5 separate regions of the Sus scrofa genome follow, and regions 1, 3, 4 and 5 are each linked to region 2. The links are chromatin contacts, called in public Hi-C and HiChIP or PLAC-seq maps. All regions are on one chromosome and are shown on one strand. The core of a region is the stretch at or near the end of the contact, and the rest is flanking DNA. Distances in the headings are between cores, read along the strand shown.

Region 1 (2,700 bases), core at 62-2,561, 290 kb after region 2:
ATAACACCTGAGAATATTCCGATATTTAATTTCAAAGTCTCAAAAAAGGATTAAATGAGATGACTTTTACCCAGTTTAACACTAGTTTTTAGTACGGTGTCTCGTAGGAATTTCTGCTTTCAGTCCGTTGTTCTTAACCGTACAGTGAGGAATAATGTATCATTAATTCAGGTAAGCACCTACCCATCCGGGAAAAGCTTCAGCTTTGCAAAGAGAAGACAAAAACCTAAACTTTTGGCCAACTGCAATCTGAGCTCTCCACCCCCCAACCCCCCACCCCCGCCTAACACGGGCTCCCAGCAGAGAACCTAGAGAATACTGCACAAAGGAGGACGAGGTTTCGGCTCAGGGAAGCAAGAGGTCACCTCGACTGGTCACAGAAGAGCTGGGGGCTCGGGGTCAGGGAGGGGTAGGAGCAGAGCCTAAGCTGGGACAGTGGCCCCCAGCATCCGACATCTCCGCCGGGCCACGTGGACACGCGGGATGAGCAAGAAGGCAGCGGAACGGGATGCCACACGGGCGCCTACACGTCACGCCTGCCCTACCGCGCAAGGCCCAGGCCGCGTGACGCAAGAGCCGGTCCAAACCCGCCGGACGTTTGGCATTCCCGAGAACTCCATGTTGGAGCCGGGTAGTCAAAAACGACCAGTGACAGCAGGACACAACTCCGAGCTTGGCCCCCTCCGTCTGGGAGTGATCTAGAGAACAGACACCAGCCTTTGAGAACAGTTCCCAGCTCCCGGTCACCCTCGACCCTGACCCACTCTCAATCCCAAGGACCCATTCGTCCCCTCCCTGCCCCCAAGGCGGGTGCCCAAGAATTCGGGTCGCACGCCAGATCCAAATCGCGCGAGGTACGGCCCTCGGGGCACACTGGGAAGTGTAGTTCCCCCGGCACGCCAGGCGCCCCGCCGACGCAAACGTCTAGAGGAAAAGAACTACAACTCCCACGGGGCCCAAGACTAAGAGACTCGCTAGCCCGGCCGGCAACTGGGATGCCGGTGGCGGGGATACCCTCCTACCTGCCGTCGCCGCCGTCGTTGCGGCTGCCCCTGAGCCGCCGCCACCACTGCCACCACGGTGGGGTGTGTTCCGCTTCTTATTCTTCGGCATCGTGGGACGCCCGGTGCCGCCTAAACTCGGAGCTTAGCGAGGATCAGCCAATGGAGCTGCACTTTTTACTCGTGCGTCTGTGCGGCGGGCGGCTGAGAGGCGATTCTTCGGCTAACAACAGAGGCGAGAAGCGGCGCGGGTAAGAGTGGGCGGTGGCGGCAGCAGAAATCCCCGTGAAGAGCTGTGATCGGAAACGATACATGTTTCTCTCTAGCGCAGGAGCTAAGGCGGGGCGGTCGCGGCCACGACGCCTTAAGTACAAGACAGCTGCCTGTCGTCACCATATATGGGCGGGACTCGAACTCTCACTAGCCAATCCCTATAGATCCCCCCACCGAAGTCTACTTCGGGCGGCCGAAGGATGTTGACTACCGATCCCATGCCACAAGTCTTCCAGCGGCGCCCAGGGAGCCAGGCTTAGTTGCCGCTCTGAAGTCTGGGAAATGTGGTCTCACGGGGGAGCCGGCTCCCAGCTCCTCCCAACTGGCTTTTGTACGCACTTCCCTTCCCGTAACCCCTCCCTTCTCTCCCCGCAGCCCCGCCTTGGAATTGACGAAGGTGGTCATGGATGGTGAGCAATGCCGCGGGTATGCTGGATGACGACAGCCCGCTTCCAACTGGGAGCTAAGCAATCCGCGTGGCTGGTCTGTCTCCAGAGGATCGTGTTCTTCTCCTTCACCTTTCCCCTACTTGCCTGCGTCCTCTGCCCCGGCACAGCCATACCCCCTCCTTAGGAATGTTCCCATGGTTTTAGTCTTTTAATTATTAGTTTAGCGATCATCAGTATCTACCATTGAATTGTGGTTCAGGGCTCTTGTGCCCCCCAAACCTTCAGAAAGGTGTGCTTTAATCTACTTAGTCGTGTAGTTCGTGTGTTTCGTCTATTCTGCACCGGAAAGATCTGGCGATTCAGGTTTCTGTACAAGAATGTGTCCTTTTGACAATTCTGCCTGCCAGTTAGGAGGTCAGCCTGGGATAAGAATTGGGTTTGGGTAACTTAACAGCTGATAAAACAAACATGGGCTATGAATACCAATAATCGCAGTGTTTTTTATTTTCCCAGGTGCTCCTAAGAGTTCTGTCTTCCTTGTTGCATTCGTCAGGTATCTAGGACCTGTTATTAAGCTCATATCCTTATGACAGACCATAGTGACTGATTCACCTCAGTGTAGGTGATTCATCCCCCACTCCACCTCTCTCCTGAGCTCCTTCTCTTATTTTCTTTTCAATTGCATTGTAGCACATTTACACCTGCATGTTCCATATGCACCTCAATCCACCATCTCTAATACTGTATTTCTCTCTTCCTGCCTTCCTTGTGTATGTTCACAGTACTACTATCTTCCCATATGTCCAGATTCAAAGACTCAAATTCATACATGGTTTCCCTAAAACCATCAGTATTACCATAAAACTCTGAAGTTCATGTGCTCTTTTCCAGTCACACATGACCTCAGCTGGTGCCTGGGCATTTTAAGGGATCTTGCCAGTCATTTCACCATATTTCATGCATAATAATGTTGCCAGATTTATTTGTGTATCCCTATTTTACTAATTCACATGGTTTAGTAGTTGTTCAGAAACATT
Region 2 (2,700 bases), core at 65-2,564:
ACCCCAACCCCCCAACATTTATTAACTGAAAAATTAAAAAATTCATATTAGAGGAAATAGGATAAGAATATAGACAACACTAATAGAAAATTAGTGGAAGAAGAGAACCAGTGATTGTTGGGGACCTATTGTGCTTTTTATTTTTAAATGAAGATTTAAGTGCCAACTATATGTCAGGCACTATGCTAGGCCAACTTAATGGTAAGCAAAACTGGACGTGTCCTGCAGCTGGAGAAACTGAAACAGGCTGGAGTGCACAGAGTTGGGGAAATGTGGCGAGAGGTCAAGTTAAGCTAAAGGTAAAAAGGAAGTAGAAGACACAGCAATTTGTCTGTACTTGTATAAAGATTTTGAGCTTTATGCCAAAGGGGTTAAGCTATGTAAAGGTTATATGGCAATTTTTACATTCATCATCTCATTTAATCCCTACACAACTCTGTAAGGCAGTATTAGCATTCTATTTTCATATGCAGAGACTGGAGTTCAGAAAGACTGACCTCCTAAATGCTATAAATAGTAGGAAATGATAGTGGGGGCAGACGGCTGGCAGGCAGGAAAGGGCTTCTCGGAGAGGGAGGGAGAATTCATACTTTTTAATGATGCCAGAAAAACAAAAAAAACAACAGTGTGTCACCAAATATTCACAACTTTGCAAGCAAGGTTTCATTACTATTTTTTAGATGGAGAAATTTTGGTCGCCCTTAGAAAGCGGAGAAACTGCCTTTCAAATCCCAAGACCATCAGCTCCACAGCTGCTGTGAAACGCTGCTTCCGAAAAACATCCCCTGACGTTCATTCGGTAGGTTTTAGATACAAATGAGAATCACCCCGGCATCTGAAGGACCCTCAGGAAGCGGGGCCAGTGAGTGGGTAAAAGTCAAGACCGGGAGGTGTATTAAAGGGAGTCTTAATAAGAAAAGGAGGCATGAAGGGCTCTGAAGGAGAGCCTAAGGAGCTTGAGCTTTAGCCAGACCGCGGACACAAAGGCATAGATTATGCGATACATATTAAAGAGCAGCAACGCCTCCTGCAGTATTTACAGTACTCAAGTAGCCCGCCCGTCCTGTCCCAGTTTCGGTCCAGCCCGAGGCGGCGGCCTAGATGCTTGATGGACACGGTCGGCCAGATCGTTTGCGGTTTTCCAGCTCCCGCTTTCCCGCGGAATTCAGGTCTCGCCAGGGCTCGGAACACCGGCTCAGCTGGCGCCGTAGGTAAGGCCAGAAGCGTTCGCTCAGCGTCCCGCGCCCCTGGGTCCGCCGCGGGGGCGGGGAGGGGGCCGGGCCTGGGCCGGGTCTCCGGGAGGAAGCGCGTCGCGCGGCTTGACCCCGGCGGCGTTCCGTACCGTCGCGGCTTCGGCGGCGGAAACATGGCGGCCGTGGCCGGGCCGGTCGTGGAGAAAGTTTCCGACGAGAGGGGCCTGTGCTAGAACGTGCAGCCTCGGGCCGTCGCCTCCCCTGGCGTGTCGCCTCCCTGCTCCGAGTAGCGGGCTCAGCCCTAAATCTCTCCCTTTTCCGTGTTGGCCCCAGAGACGACTCCGAGGTAGGAGAGAGTGTTGGTGGCGGCGGTCGAGTCAGGAAGGGGGCCCAAGGGGGTCATCGGCAGGTTGGCGAGACCTGGGCACAGATACTGCCCAGGGCTCCGCGTGGTGCAGGTCCCAAGCTCCGCCCAGCCGGCCTCCCGAGGCGGGGATAGGGATACCGGCCCGAGGAGATGTCGATGGTGAGGGGTGGAGAATGGAAGGCTGGGCGCCTCTCGTTAGCTGCGAGTGGTTCCCCAGTCAGCTGAGCGCCCAGTTTTGGTTGCCTTCTCCCAAAGTAGAAGACAGCCAGGCTCCTTCTTGGGCCTTCCACATCTTGTTAGGAGGAGGCAGAATGGAAGAAGAATTGCAGTTGCTGCCCTATTGCTGAGGAATTTAATGTTCACGGAGCCATTCTTCTTGTCTGAGATGAGTCCAAAGAGTTATTATCATGAATTCATAGAAGCAAAGCACTGGAGTTCCTCGACTCCGTGCACAGTAGCTTCTTTCAACTTTTGGCACTCCGCATAGATGGGACGGAAATCGTTTCAGAGTCAAAAAATGTTGCACGTGATAGAGTGTGTCTCGGACTCAGTAAACCCTTCTCCCGAAGTAGGACAGAAAGAGAACTTGTTGGTTTGGGGGAAGTTGGATGAGTTAAGTGAAGGCTGGAGTAAGGCGGACAGAGAAACAAAACATTGATGGAAACTCCCTTAGCTCTGTCACTTCTTAACTGTGGGGTATTAGAAAACTTGTTTATTCTCTCCTTATTAATATGTGTTCTATAGCTGGCACTGTTATGAAATAGTTATTTCTGTATAAGTCCCTATTTCTTCAACAGATACTTGGTACCAAACTTTCTGCTTAACAGTGGATGTACAGTATTGAAGACAGACTTTCAGAGACCAAGTACAGGGATCAAATAAATGGGTTTAGGGTGATCACCCTAAGAAAATGGTTTAGGCGGAGACTTGAAGGGAGGAAAGAGCCAGGTGTGAGGAATGGGGTGGGGCCAGGAGGAGGGAAAGGAGTGCACCTGGAAGGGAATAGCATTAGTGCAGTTCACAACTGAAAGGTCAGTATGGCTGTAATACAGAGTTCAAGAAGAAAAGTGTTAAGAAATAAGTAAGGTCAGCTATAATGGAAAAAAATAAAAATCATTATTAAAAAATAAAAAAAAAACA
Region 3 (2,700 bases), core at 116-2,615, 260 kb after region 2:
GTGGTTAACGAATCCAACTAGGAACCATGAGGTTGCAGGTTTGATCCCCAGCCTCGCTTAGTGGGTTAAAGATCCAGTGTAGGTCCCAGACGCGGCTCGGATCCCGAGTTGCTGTGGCTGTGGCATAGGCCGGCAGCTATAATTCTGATTGGACCCCAAGCCTGGGAACCTCCATATACCTCTGGTGCAGCCCTAGAAAAGACAAAAAGACCAAAAAAAAAAATTATTTAGAAGGGGAATAATAGATATAAATTGAGAGAGTAAGAGTTTAAGAGTGTACGCGAAACAAACCAAGGGGGCATTTATCACCTGTGCTGGAAAGTCAGCACTGAAGCTAGAAAAGATGGGGTTCTAATAATCTTAGAACTCATTTGTAATACTTAAGGGACAAGACATACATTTATAGTTTGTTGGGTTTTGGGGGGGCGGGAGCACGCCCACAGCATGCAAGCATTCCAGAGATCAAACTTGAGCCACAGCAGTGACAATGCTAAATCTTTAAACACTAAGCCACAAGGGAACTCCCACATTAAGTTATTTGGTACTTAACAGATTTTCATTTTAGTCTCCCCCTCTTTTTTCTAATACTTTAATTGGGGCAATCTTCGAATTAAAAAAAAAAAAAAAAGTTGACTCTTTTGCCCAAAAAACTAATGATTTTTTCAAAAACTAGGTAAACGCGTGGAACATTTTCTCAGCAATCCGCTCCGAGTAAGACCTCTCTAGGAAAGCGGGCACCACAGGTGACCTGCCTGTGGTCACTAGAAGGCACGAAAGCAGCCAGGAGGATGAGTGAGCCTCTGGGGGCCCATCTCGGGAGCCTCCACCCCTTTCCAGGGGGAGAAAGGCCACAGGGACTTTTCGGGACTTTTGCAGACAAGAGTTCAAATCTTGCCAAGAGCCAAGAAAGCCCATAAGCCTGGCAAGCATTCAGAAAACAAAAGCACAAATTGCCTAATACGAAACAGCATTTCTAACGCGGAGCCGTCCTAATGCCCACCCAGCCCCCACCACGCCCACAGGTCTGGCTGGACGGTGGCTATTTTTAGGTGGCCTAGAAGCCAGGACGGGCCGCCAAGCCTGGGAGGGCTCACGTACGGAACAGATGCTGCGATCCGGCAGGACAGAGGTTTAGTCTGTTTAGGTCATTTATGGAATCCACAACGTAAAGCTTTCTTTCTTCAGGAAGGCCGCGAGAGCCGGTGTCCTGGGAAGAACGATTCATTGTCCCCGGAAGAAAACGCGGACCTTAAACGCAGGACGCTGGGCTGGGGAGCTGGACTTGGCCAGGATCACAGCCCACAGGAAGCTGGGCAGGCACTTGAAGAACCACCCACACGAATTACTTCCCAATGAAGGGCCAGAAAAGCTTTGCTTGTCCAAAAGAAAATACTCCCTTGTGGGGGCAACTCTTGTTTTTGCTTTGCTTGCCAGGAAGCTCAGCGTCTGCCGTGGGCCCCATTTTAATGCTTTAATACTCTGCTTACATGCATATGTGCTTTCCTCTTCAGATTTCTCACTTCTGCCTATATTTCCCTTGGGTCTCTTTTTTAATTTTGTAATTGACTTTTCAATATTTCTCTTTTATCACATTGTTCATACGCTAGTGAGATGCCTCAAATCTTGTGTGCAAGACGACTATGCATAAACACCCAGAAAGACAAAATTAAGTGAGGCAGCCTGTGGCCATAAAGATGCTGAGGGGAGAAAATATTACTGAGAACCGTTCTAACTGATGAGGCTTTAATACAAAACTGTACTTTTGTGCAGTATAAAGGTCTAGAAGCCAGTGACTTATGTTAAGGTGGAACACATAAAATATTTTATTTAGGGTTTAAATCTTCCTATTTCCAAAAGAATTGGAGGCAGTTAATAGTACACTGACAAATAAAATTGAGGTAAAGAGCCTCATGTGATATCTAGATCTTAGTAAAAGCAATGTAATAAACTTCATACCTGCCTTTAATGTGACAACACACTATTTATTTACTTCCTTTAACATTTTTAAAATTTCCTTTAATACACAGCTACAGAATAAACAGAAATATGACCAGAGTTAGGAGAAACCAAATACAGAAATAAAAAAATAAGAACACCTATAGAAGATCTGAAAAAAAAAAAATCAGCCATTTACTAAACAGACTAAACTGCACTCTAAAATATTAAAACTCAGGAGTTCCCATTGTGGCTAAGCAGTTAACGAATCTGACTAGCATCCATGAGGACGCAGGTTCGATTCCGGGTCTTGTTCAGTGGGTTAAGGATCCAGTGTTGCAGTGAGCTGTGGTATAGGTCGAAATCAGGACTGGGATCCCGAGTTGCTGTGGCTGTGGTGTAGACTGACAGCTACAGTTCCCATTCAGCCCCTAGCCTGGGAACTTCCATATGCCATGGGTGCAGCCCTAAAAAGACAATAAATAAACAAACAAACAAATAAAATCTTGAAACTCAGCAATTTCCCAGTAAAACCTAAAACCTACTAGCATGTGTAAAAAATATGCTTCCAGAACCCTAAGAAAATGTGAGTTCAAAAAGTAATGAACTAGTTAATTTTTTTCAAAGTTAAAAAAAAAATTTTAAAGGGTGTTTCAGTTCTTCAGAAATTTTAATTAACAAGAACACATCACCCCCTGAGTATTTTTGATGAGATACTACTGAAGCACTTCAGACATTGATATTACCTAATTCCAAATATACTTC
Region 4 (2,700 bases), core at 42-2,541, 290 kb before region 2:
CTTACCCCATGTAGCATGAAACCATGGCTTCTAAGAAAAAATTTTTTATGAGAAATATTTTTCCACCCTCCCATGAGGCAAGATAATCCTGACTTTAAATTTCCTTGTATAGCACTTAAATATTAGCCGATCAGCTAGTCTCATATCTATGAGAGTTCTAGGCACTAACCATATTGGGCATTTTATGTATCACTTCATTTAATCTACTGTGGGAATCCTACAAAGATTGGCAATTTTCTCATTACAGATGAGAAAACTCTAGTTTTGAGAAGATAGATAATTTGCACAAATTCACTGAGTTAGTGGCAGAAATGGGCCAACTGAAGACATCTCCTAAGCCAATGTTTTTAATCAGTCCATCACCATGGATAGAGCACTAGAAAAAAAGATAATTTCACAACTTTTCAAAACTAAAAATTTGTCCCATCCAAGTATTCTTAGCCACATCCTGGAAGCCCAGCAATGTAAAATTTGAATACATCAGTGCCTGAGCATGTGTTTCCTGCTTCCTAGAAGCCATGGGCTTATGTGTGTGATTGATCCCCACGGTTTACTAAGGTTCATCAGTGGAAATCAAGGCTACATCGGCAATGGCCTCTAGGTGGTATCTGGAATCACGTCAAAAATGACCTTCTGAAGCTTCCCCATACATGTTTGTAAAATACTGGCACCAGAGTATTTAGTCTTAGCAGCTACATAGTTCTGGAAAGTCCAACTTATCAACCTATTAGCCTAATGATTAGTTAGCTCTAATGTAACAGTCTCAAGGATGAATGTCCTATTATTGATAGGAAACACTGACTAGCTCTGAGTGGGTCTTTTCAAATTGTGAAACTCCAATAAAATGTCTCCACTCACTTGGCTTGGCTCAATTGCTAATGAAGAAGTCTGGATTTTATGAACTCCCTGACCAAAAGCAGTCAGTACAAAATCTTAATGTCAGCCTATCCTGTCTTTGCTGACAGATCCCAGAAGGGCCTACCAATGACTCACTTTCACCAGTTAAAAAATAAGCAGAAGCCACTTCTTTGTTCCTCTCTGAAACAACTGACTTGGGAAGTTTGGCCCTCTACCACTCAGATAAGTGTCTAAAATAATGTTCTTTGTCTCTGAGTATCACTGGCTACCAGTGATCTCTGTTTCAGTGAAGAAGGGTGTAATTTTAGATTCTCCTGAACCGAAAGACTAAATTCTGGATTTGATAACACTAGATACTTAATGCCAAAAGAAGAACCATGCAGAAGGCTGCAGAAGCATTCAGACAGCTTAGGAGGGAAATGGAATGTGGAACTGCTTCAGAAGAGTTGTGGTTCATGTTGCTACCAGACATGCTGAGAGGCAGAACTTGTAGCTGGCAGATGCTCAACACAGAATAAGCTGCTCATCTCTCTAGCACTGCTTAGAAAAGATCACCTCTTTTAGAAGAGGGACTATACATGTACAACATAGCAGTCATCATCCTGGTCAGTGATCTAGACAAAACATCTGAGTTACAGCATGAAAATCACAGTTCATTAAGATGGTTTGCAGGCACATCAAAAATTAAAAAAGCAGCTTCAGATCAAAGGAGTGGAGAGATTATTATATTCATTGTATTCCAGAAATCTGCTTCTACATCACTTAATTCTAGTAAACCCTGGGTTGACACTTCCAACTACAGTATAGATTATAAACTAATTAAAACCATTTATAGGACCCTTGACTTACAAGACTAACTTCAAATAGAAAAAAAAAAAAAAAAAAAAAAAAAAAGGAGCTTTCAAAGCTATTTGGCAAAACAGGACTCCTTCATCCATTAGTATAAGCAAATGAGTTCTAAGTAGGGGTTGTAAGAATAACGTTTATCCTCTTCAAACAGCGAACCTTACTGAAGGCCAAAGAGGTAAGGTTAAAATCTTGGTACTATGCTCAACACTGAGTGGAATGCCATCTCTTAGGGGTAAGACAAAAAGTATTTCCTCTATCATGCAAGTTCTGCAATTAATTATCCCATAGCTATCAAGAATAATACATTCCTCTGATAACATACGTTCGATTATCATAATTCCCTTTTAGCAAAGCTTCTAATGCTGCCTTTTCTTTTGCCGCACTTTATAGAAAAAGCAACGCAGAGTTATAGATTAGCTGCTCTAATCAAAAAGAGAATTAAAAAGGAATTAGAGTTTGTTTTTTGGGTTTTCTTGGGGGTTCCCTAGAGATCATTTCAGCTGAATGATTTCTTAGAGCTATTCACTCATATCTAGACCCTCTCAATCTTATTTTCAAAACTCTTTGGACCCAATATAAAGAATCACTGTTATGATAATAACTGAATGGAGAATATGTTTTAAACATAAATATAACCACCAGTGGGTATGAAATAGTTAAGTAGTAAAATCCCATCAAGGCAACAAACAGCCTCAATACTAGGGAAGTGTTTTCTAGTCGTCTCCCAACTCACAGCCTAGGAAGCCTAAAATCGCCTCTGTATCCAAGAGTTCCACAGACACTTTCTGTTTACCATGTTTGTCTGCTGAACAGCACTTTCAAAATGGAGAGAAGCTACAGCCTGGAGACCCCATATTTCATGGATTTGATTAACAGTAAAGAGTAACAATAGTTAATATTTAAGGAGGGATTACTACATGCTAGTCAATAATTCCAGAAATTAACTCATTTAATCCTCATAATACACACCCCGTTTTATAGATGGATAAACTG
Region 5 (2,700 bases), core at 140-2,639, 260 kb before region 2:
TTGCTGCTTTTAGATAAAATTGCATATATTTATTACAAGAACCAAATAAAGCAGATTACATCAGTTTTCCTAAACCACTAATCAATAATAGTAAATGTGATATGCTAAGAGCTTAAAAACCCTTAGACTTCTTCAAACTTTTAGAACCCTTCGAATCCAGGGTGTATAGTATTTTGTGGTTTGCTTTGTCTCTTAACTCTTAACCTGACAGTCAACTTTTCCAGGTTTAGTGATATAAGGAATGAAAAAAATTAGCTATGATCAAATAAGGTTATGATCTATACAATTTGAAGCAATAATTTTACATTTTAGAACTTGTAGATGATATCAAGCCTTTGTCTATTAATATAATAAATAATTTCTAAAAATTCTGGTTGATGGAAGATAGAGACTTCAGTGTTTTCTCCAGTAGTTAATGAACTAAATGTAAAATACCTCATTAATTTCTTAAACCCCCTTGTGAGGCAAGAAAATGACACTCTCATCTAACAGCTGGGAAAACTGAAGAGCTAGTGGATGTAACTTCACACAGTTACAAAGGAAAATAATGGCTCTAGTATATCCTGAATTGTGAGCATGAAAGAATATTACACACACTATCCCCTCCCTTGTTTTTAAGGAATCAATCCCTGCTTCTTAAAATTTAAGGATATTTTAATTTTTGGATCTTCTCCCTATACCTTTCGGCAGAGTAAATTATTGCCTCATGGTTAGGCCATGCAGTCACCCTTTTAATTTACTTTTAAATAGCTTTTCCCTAATCCATACAACTGAAGAACTGAACAATCATGAAATTTAACAAACTTAAGTCACTTATTCTATAGATTTCTTTTAACTGTAAAATTTCAGGAAATAATAACTCTTTGCAAAGTACATTTGGACACTAATTGGGAAATAAAAGAAAGCAAATTGATTTGTAGTTCCACAAAAAATGAATTTGACATTTTACTTACAAGTTGCAAACCACTGTATAGTTTTGAGTACTTCTGAATTTATTTCTTTGGAAAAAATATGGAATATTTCCCTCAAATGGAAATGCCTTCAAATTACTTCCAGTACTGCTGTAGAACTGATTTTTCTAGGTTAAGGGAATGCCAAAGTTAGGCATTTAATATACATATATTTGATCATTATGTGTTTTTCTTAACTGGGTTTAGGACATCCCAAAACAGATCAGGAAGGAAAATGTAACATCATCATTTCAGTATTACCAACATTGGGCTTTGTTTAATGACTGTGACATCATGAGAGTGAAGTACTCATTTTTAAGCTTTAAACAGAGAAAGCTTTACCTCCGTATGTCCAATAGAAATACAATATGTAAATTAACCCATTTTATCTGTATGCTGATTGGCTTGAGTTCCCCCGAATGTCACAATCTCACCACCCAGCAATGAGGTATTTTACTGCTGTCTGGAGATCAAATTATTGCTGTAGAAAAGATCTTTTTTTTTTTCCTGTTTCATTAACAGATTATTATAAAGCAATAAGCATGCAGGAGGAAAAGCAGACGTTCTACTTTGGGAGTTAATGAAAGCATGTCTTTTTTTTTTTTTTTTTTTTTTTTTTTTGAAGTGTGGTCCTTTAAAATCTTATACCACCCCCCACAAACAAAATTATTCGGAAACGATGAAATAAAGAACTGTATGATTCCAGAGACATCCCTAAGGACCCAGGTGTCAGGCTATGTGGTGTCTTGTGATATCATCGGATCTTTTGGACTGGTGTAAGTTTTATGAATTCGTTATATTCCTAGTATTTTTCTTCTGTAACGACAAAGGGGGGAAAGAAACTCACATACACACATGTGCTTTGACATTTCCAGTCTCTTGCTCAGCCACACCAGCAAAAAGGAAAAAGGCTGTTGCTCAGCGGGGCGAAATGTGAGGAATAGTCATTTAAAATTTGTGTAAGCCTGATTCTATTGCCAGATTCGTTAAGACAGAACGGACATAAATCATTTTGCAGTTGTCCTCAGAACTTAGCTTCTTCTTACTTAAGGCATATCTGCGTGCATTGGAGAACAGAAGATTACCAACAAAGACAGGGCTCCCCTAACCTGCTTTCCCTTCTTCCCCATTGACAAGATTTTTCCTGACTGTGCTTTTTCTTTTCTTTTCTTTTCTTTTTCTTTCTTTTTTTCTCCCCTCATCCCCCTCATACACACCTCCGCCCCCCAGCTAACCTGCAAAGGCAAGGGTCAGCTGAAGAGATCATTAAAGAAGAAACCTAAAAGAAGCTTTCAATGCTTTGGACCACACTAACAGAGCATGGAAGAAAATGCTTGGGGAAAAGCGAGGGTTCCAGGAAGCTAAGGAGGGGGCGGCACCCCGCGGCACCATCGTGTGCTGCCCTAAGGGAAGAGGGTGGGCCTGAGGTCCTAAACAAGCCTTTCCAAACCCCTACTTCCTACGCAGAGAGGGAAAAGTTCAGAAGCAGCCACAAGGGGACAAAAGCCCAATTTCGCCAGTTCAACAAGACAGGACTTTCAACAAACCCAGCCTGCTCTGGAAACGGGTTGGGGCCCCTGTTTGCTCCACAGAGGCTTAAGAAGCCCCTGCCGCCGCCCTCGACACCGCTGCCGCCGCCGCCGCGCGGGCCCCTGCGTTACTGGGGGAGTCGGTGCCGCTGCGACAGGGGAGGACGCGGCTGGAGCTCAAGGAGGCTCCAGCGCGCAGGCGCCGCCGAGCCCTGCCTGGA

The links. Hi-C and Micro-C count contacts between places; a contact is called where the count stands out from the background. HiChIP or PLAC-seq counts read pairs in DNA pulled down with a chosen protein or histone mark.
Region 1: a contact with region 2 is called in a Hi-C map of liver, with 12 times the contacts expected there. The contact joins the promoter of IFRD1 here to the promoter of TMEM168 in region 2. A contact is called at or near these places in 1 of 47 Hi-C or Micro-C datasets (liver) and 2 of 2 datasets of contacts at active chromatin or transcription factors (alveolar macrophages and skeletal muscle).
Region 3: an H3K27ac HiChIP or PLAC-seq map of skeletal muscle shows a contact between it and region 2. The contact joins the promoter of LSMEM1 here to the promoter of TMEM168 in region 2. A contact is called at or near these places in 4 of 47 Hi-C or Micro-C datasets (embryonic fibroblasts, fetal skeletal muscle and skeletal muscle) and 1 of 2 datasets of contacts at active chromatin or transcription factors (skeletal muscle).
Region 4: an H3K27ac HiChIP or PLAC-seq map of alveolar macrophages shows a contact between it and region 2. The contact joins the enhancer-like site here to the promoter of TMEM168 in region 2. A contact is called at or near these places in 2 of 5 promoter capture datasets (fetal liver and liver), 5 of 47 Hi-C or Micro-C datasets (embryonic fibroblasts, fetal skeletal muscle, heart right ventricle and 1 more) and 2 of 2 datasets of contacts at active chromatin or transcription factors (alveolar macrophages and skeletal muscle).
Region 5: an H3K27ac HiChIP or PLAC-seq map of alveolar macrophages shows a contact between it and region 2. The contact joins the promoter of GPR85 here to the promoter of TMEM168 in region 2. A contact is called at or near these places in 3 of 47 Hi-C or Micro-C datasets (embryonic fibroblasts, fetal skeletal muscle and fibroblasts) and 2 of 2 datasets of contacts at active chromatin or transcription factors (alveolar macrophages and skeletal muscle).

The regions. Positions count from the first base shown.
Region 1 is chr18:33,219,660-33,222,359 of Sscrofa11.1, forward strand. It overlaps IFRD1 (interferon related developmental regulator 1), which reads right to left and starts at 1,312. Exons shown (of 12, transcript NM_001007519.1): 1 at 1,023-1,312. The coding sequence starts at 1,113.
Region 2 is chr18:32,927,027-32,929,726 of Sscrofa11.1, forward strand. It overlaps TMEM168 (transmembrane protein 168), which reads left to right and starts at 1,315. Exons shown (of 5, transcript XM_003134765.6): 1 at 1,315-1,539.
Region 3 is chr18:33,189,545-33,192,244 of Sscrofa11.1, forward strand. LSMEM1 (leucine-rich single-pass membrane protein 1) reads right to left here and starts at 1,366. Exons shown (of 3, transcript XM_003134769.5): 1 at 1,099-1,366. The coding sequence starts at 1,225. LOC106506809 (a long non-coding RNA gene) reads left to right here and starts at 2,370. Exons shown (of 3, transcript XR_002340212.1): 1 at 2,370-2,700.
Region 4 is chr18:32,638,165-32,640,864 of Sscrofa11.1, forward strand. The region is part of intron 2 of LOC102164930 (a long non-coding RNA gene); the gene reads right to left. Among named protein-coding and RNA genes, the nearest start is that of GPR85, 28 kb to the right of the region's middle. Within about 2 kb of position 1,292, at least 7 of the 83 cell types and tissues checked have an H3K27ac peak or open chromatin away from gene starts, as enhancers often do. A contact at or near this core is called in alveolar macrophages, where this site is marked.
Region 5 is chr18:32,665,942-32,668,641 of Sscrofa11.1, forward strand. GPR85 (probable G-protein coupled receptor 85) reads left to right here and starts at 1,390. Exons shown (of 3, transcript XM_013985697.2): 1 at 1,390-1,726; 2 at 2,181-2,700.